2 separate regions of the Mus musculus genome follow, and region 1 is linked to region 2. A link is a contact called in public Hi-C data. All regions are on one chromosome and are shown on one strand. Each heading gives the region's core, a stretch centred on a gene start, on an enhancer-like site or on the middle of the called end of the contact. The rest is flanking DNA. Distances are from core to core; before and after follow the strand shown. Region 1 overlaps Cbl (Casitas B-lineage lymphoma). Region 2 holds the start of Abcg4 (ATP binding cassette subfamily G member 4).

Region 1 (2,700 bases), core at 28-2,527, 120 kb after region 2:
AAGGGTGTCAGATCTCTTGGAGCTAGAGTTACAAGTGGTTGGTCGTGAGTTGCTAGATGTGGGTTCTGTGACTTGAACTTGTGTCTTATGGGAGAGTAGTACCTGATATTACCACTGAGCCAACTCTTTCGCCCTATAAATTATTTACTGTTGCAAACAGTGAGCAGGGTCATAATTATTTTTGTAAGCTAGAATCTCTCCTTAGTTATATAGCTAAGAATATTATTGGTAAATTGTGGAGTTTTACCTGCCCCTCCCACTGAGTATTGCATAATTGCTTTGTATGAGTTTATATTCTTCCTTTTTGGTGCTTTACAAGACAGGGTTTCTCTGTGTGAGGTTACGGGCTGGCCTGGAACTTGCTCTGTAGACCAGGCTGGCCTGGAACTCAGAGATTTGTTCTGCACAGCACTTGCCTAGAATCCATGCCCAAAGTTCAGTCTTTAGCAGGGGGAAAAATAGTACTAATAAAAAAATGTTAATGCTGAGCAAGGCATGGTAGTTCACACCTATAACTCCAGCACTTGGAAATCTGTTTGAGGCCAGGCAGCAACACAAAAGTTCCTGGTCAGCTTTTTTGCCCTCCAAAACACTAATGTCTGGCTAAAATTATAAAGATTATACTGCTGGTCTGACATACATAAGGCCCTGGTTCAGTTCCCAACACTACAAAAATAAAATTAAAAGTCTATTACGCAAAATAAGAACTGGTGTGATTTTCAAAGCTCAGATAAAGCCAGGTAGGATGGCGCACCTTAGTTCTAGCACTTGGGAGGGAGGGACAGGTGGATCTTTCTGACTTCTAGGCTAGCCAAGCCTACGTAGAGGGACTTCTTCTCCTGAGGAAAATTTAGTGTAGTGGTCTGCACCTCTCCTCTCAGCATGGTGAAGCTGAGAAGGAGGATGGAAAGTTAAGGCTGACCAGGGTCTCGATGGTAAAACTGATAAAACAAGGCATGACCTCATCTTTCTCCTGTACTTCTAGGGTGGAACAAATGCTGTAGGAAGATGAAAAAGGGATCAATATGTGATAGTTTTGGCCAGGAAACTGTAGAAAACCATCTCTGTTACTCATTAGGAAGTCAGCAGACATCCTTTACTTCCTTCTTTCTGTTCTTAGTCTAAATATAACTTGGCTTCTGTGAGAGAATTGCTGTTAATATTGGGAGCCTAATGTGTCTTGCTTGGTGTCATTTGATGATGGTAGTGTCTGCAGTTGCCTGTTCTCACCGTGCCTTTTCACCCATCCCTCCCAGGACGATAGTCCCGTGGAAGAGCTTTCGACAGGCCCTGCATGAAGTGCATCCCATCAGTTCTGGGCTGGAGGCCATGGCTCTGAAGTCCACTATTGATCTGACCTGCAATGATTATATTTCTGTCTTTGAATTTGATATTTTTACACGGCTGTTTCAGGTATGATTCTAAAGTCATTGACTAACCTGCTATTTTTCTAAGGAGAAAGCTCTTTTTAAAAAAAGATAAAAGTTGAATATGGTGGCTTGCAATTATAATCCTACCACTTAGGGAGTTGAGGCAGGACGATTGCTGAGTTCAAGGCCAGCCTAGGCTATAGAGTGAGTTAGAGGCAAGCTGACAGCACCTGCTGCTCTTTCAGAGGACCCTGGTTCAGTTCCCATAGTGACTGTAACTCTAGTTCTAGGTGAGACAATGGCCCTGTTCTCAGCTGTGGGCATCCTGCGTACATGTACTACTCATACATACTTGCAGGCAAAATATTCCTAGACATAAAATAAATTACACACACACACACACACACACACACACACATAATATCTCAAAACTCACTAGACATGATAGCACGTTTCCTGTAATAGCAGACCAGGGGAAGCTGAGGTAAGAGAATAAAAGGTCATGACTAGCCTGAACCACAAGGTAAGTTCCAAGCCTAGCCAGATATGTGTGTGCATGCGTGTACACACAGTCAGACATCTCAAACAAAACAAAATTTTAAATGGCTATATAATCTTTTGTCTTGTGTCTTTTTGGTTGTTCTTGAATATCCTCTCACATTATTTTAATGTCATAGAACTGACAGAAAGGGATATAGTTTATCCCTTTGGGGTAGGCAAGTGGTGGCAGAAATAGAGAGTCTATTAAAAACAAGGGAAGGGGAGAGGAGGGAATAGAGACTGTAGTTGGGAAGTAATATATGAGAGAAGAGTAAACAAAAAAGGAAAAAAAAAGAAAATATAGAGGAGCAAAAGTTTCATGCCAATTAAGAGAATCATCCCTACCTTGGCTATTTAAATTTATGTAGTGATCCTTTTTTTGAGAACCAAAATCCTTGAGAAGGTGCTCTGTGTTGAGAAGAGACCCTGTGCCCATGTTCTCCTGGATAAAACCCATATGCAAATACAAATGTCATCCAATAAGTTTGAGAGATACTTTTTAAGAAGATTAAGAAGAAAAGAAAGATAAGGAAGGCATTCCCAAGAGTTGGAAAGGTGCTGGGCTCAAAGCCTATCCTTTTATTCCTTTGATGTGTGTGTCCAACTTGTTTTTCTGTTGTTCAACTCTTTCTCTCTTTTTTGGGGGCTTGGAGAGGGGGACAAAATCGTATGTAGCCCAGAGTAGACTCAAGTTTGTTATATATCCAAGGTTAGCCTTGAACTTCTGACCCATCTGTTTCTACCTCCAGAGTGTTGGGATTGCAATATGTACCACCATACTTGGCTCCCT
Region 2 (2,700 bases), core at 132-2,631:
TTTATAGTCACTGCACCCAAGAGAGGGGGAAGACTGGGCAGTCAAAGCCAGCCTCAGCAACAGCCTGAGTTAGTGAGACCCTAACGCACGCGCGCGCGCTTACATACAAAGCAATCATTGGGGTATTGTCTATCATGAGGTATTGGAGATTAACTTGAAGAATAGAGGGTCCATCTGGAAAATTCGAAGATTGGTCCTGAGGAATGACCATAGGTGAGACAGGGATGAAGGGAAATTGGGAAAGATTGGATCCCAAACCCCCATGAACCTCATAGTCTCAGGGTGGGTGTGGACATGTCCTGCAGGGTCGCTAGTTTCCTGGGCTGCAGAGAGGTTTGGGCGAGGGTTGGGGGCTGGTGTTGGATTATTAGCATCTTCCGCTGCAGTAGCAGTGGAAGCAGTACCCAGAACCTAAGCCTACCTACCTCCTATCTGTCTCTGCATGTGACAGGCGGGAACTAAAAAGCTCAGGTCACGTGACTTACTGACCCCTTAAAGAAATAGAGGATAGGGCAGGCAGGAGCCAAGAGTAATTGAGAAAGGGCCAAAGCAAGTAGGCGGGGTGCGGGGGCGGGGGCGGTGTAAGCGCTCTGAGGACCCAGCCACGCTTGTAGGTGAGAGAGAATGTCCATGTCTATGAAAAGCCGTCCAAGACAGAATCTGAAGAGCTTTGTGTATGTATGGACTGCAGCCTCTTAGATCAGCCTATACTGGCTTGGAGACCTGAATCTGGCTGGTCGAATAGAATAAAGACTTTGATGGCCAAAGCAGGCTGTGACTGGGTCAAGGTTAACCTTGGAGCTGCCTGCAGGCTTTGTCATAACTACTATCCCCTGTCTCTTCATAACTAGTGTCCTCTTGAGCCCTTAGAGAGGGGGGATGTGAAGAGGCGTGAGAGGCTGTCTCAAAGTCTCAAGAATTATACATTCAAGTCCTTTGTACTTTAGGGTTGGGTGGGGCTGCGCTCCAAAGCTGAACTGCAAGAGATAAGCAATGAGGGGTTTGTGTATGCAGATAGACCGACAGCTTCCCAACCCCCCTGGGCACCTACCGCTCAAGGACCTGCCTCTCTGAGTAACATCAAGTCTCCCTCCCTTGGTGACCTCCGGGTTGACCTCAGTCCTAGGTCCAAAAAAGGGCCCCATTCGGGCCCCAACTCTGCAGGCATAGCTTTCACCACCTCCATCCTTGCTACTCGCGGAGTGAGGGGCAGTACGGGCCCTTTAAGAGCAGCAGGACCAGCGAGCAGAAGCTTGGAAGAGAACACTGCCGCCCGACTAGGTCCAGAGGACAGGCGCTGGGGACCAGACTACGAGAACCCGGCGGGTTCATCCAAGTGGGATCGCGGCGGGACCTCAACCATCTCTCCGCAACTGTGTCATCCTTTCTGACCCGAGCCCTGCCTTCCTCTACTGCCCGCCCTGGCCTAGCCCCGCCCCGGCCCGGGCCACCGGGACAGGGAGCCGGGGCGCGGGTGCCGCAGCCAGAGGCAGGTGAAGAGAGCCGGAGTGTCCACCTCCCGCGCCGCAACGCTGAGCATCCGGGTCGAACATCCCGGTTGAGCATCTCTGCTGAGCATCCTTGCGTCGCAGCGGCCGGAGACGCGTCAAGGTGACCAGGCGAGCAGGGGACAAGAGGGTCGGCTTGGAGGGTCTGGGGTCTGTCGCTGTTTGGGGGAACAGTCCGGAGGAGCGGGATGGGGAGGCCGGCCGAGGAGCGGTGCCAGTCCGTGCAGAGAGGGGCTCGGAGCCGAGGCCAGAGCCTCCCCCGGCCCACCCTGTGCCTCCTAGCTTCCCCGACCTCCGAGCGGGTGGTTACCCTCGCCCGGCCCCCAGGGACTGCTTGTCTGTGGGGTAAGGAGATTAAGGCCGCGGCGGGGAGGGAGGAGCGGGCACAGCTTCGATGGGCCAGGCGAGCAAGGCCAGGCTGAGACTGCCAAGGAACGAGGCGAGGTCGCAACTGAGTGTCACTGCACCACCGGGTGTGTGCTGCCCGAGTGCATAAGACCCGGCGGGAAAAGGGGTGCGGACAGTTGGGGGATCTGCCCGGAGAAGGAGGCTGGGGTGGGAGGAGTGGAGGCGGGGCAGCATCGGAAAGCTATGGCGCCTTGAGCAAGGGCTGGAGGGTCTGCCCGGAGCTAAGCAGGCCCTCTCCTGCAGGCCGGCTGCGTGATGGCGGAGAAGGCATTGGAGGCCGTGGGCTGTGGACTGGGCCCTGGGGCTGTGGCCATGGCTGTGACACTGGAGGACGGGGCAGAGCCCCCTGTGCTGACCACGCACCTAAAGAAGGTGGAGAACCATATCACAGAAGCACAGCGCTTCTCTCACCTGCCCAAGCGCTCTGCTGTGGACATCGAGTTCGTGGAACTGTCCTATTCCGTGCGGGAGGGGCCCTGCTGGCGCAAACGGGGTAGGTGGCAGCCCCATGGGACTCTCCCTGAGTTGCCTTTCCAGGAGCATAAGTCCTGGGGATACCCTACTCTGCGAGCTTTGTGGGCCCTAACCCTCACTGCACAACTGCAGTTGAGGTACAAGATCCCTGCTCCCCACATCTGCCAGCACTATGGGAGTTCAAACAGCTATTGAAGCTTTTTCTTCTAAATAGACCCTATGACCTCTCAATCTCTCAGTCTCTCTCAGTCTTCTCTCTCTCAGTCTCTTCTCTCTCTTAGTCTTCTCTTTCTCAGTCTTCTCTCTCTCT

Evidence for each region. A called contact is a pair of places that touch in the nucleus more often than the background predicts.
Region 1: a Hi-C map of bone marrow-derived macrophages shows a contact between it and region 2, with 36 read pairs. The contact joins the enhancer-like site here to the promoter of Abcg4 in region 2. A contact is called at or near these places in 11 of 39 promoter capture datasets (the 3T3-L1 cell line, the C10 cell line, the HPC-7 cell line and 7 more), 17 of 484 Hi-C or Micro-C datasets (B cells, CD4 T cells, ECoMG-derived neutrophils and 11 more), 6 of 115 datasets of contacts at active chromatin or transcription factors (SST interneurons, bone marrow-derived macrophages, embryonic stem cells and 2 more) and 4 of 9 other capture datasets (adipose tissue, embryonic stem cells, liver and 1 more).

The regions. Positions count from the first base shown.
Region 1 is chr9:44,167,733-44,170,432 of GRCm38.p6, reverse strand. Cbl (Casitas B-lineage lymphoma) reads left to right here. Exons shown (of 16, transcript NM_007619.2): 4 at 1,257-1,413. Among named protein-coding and RNA genes, the nearest start is that of Mcam, 34 kb to the right of the region's middle. Within about 2 kb of position 1,277, at least 28 of the 459 cell types and tissues checked have an H3K27ac peak or open chromatin away from gene starts, as enhancers often do. A contact at or near this core is called in B cells, the HPC-7 cell line, bone marrow-derived macrophages and 2 more, where this site is marked.
Region 2 is chr9:44,286,925-44,289,624 of GRCm38.p6, reverse strand. It overlaps Abcg4 (ATP binding cassette subfamily G member 4), which reads left to right and starts at 1,381. Exons shown (of 15, transcript NM_138955.3): 1 at 1,381-1,611; 2 at 2,160-2,409. The coding sequence starts at 2,172.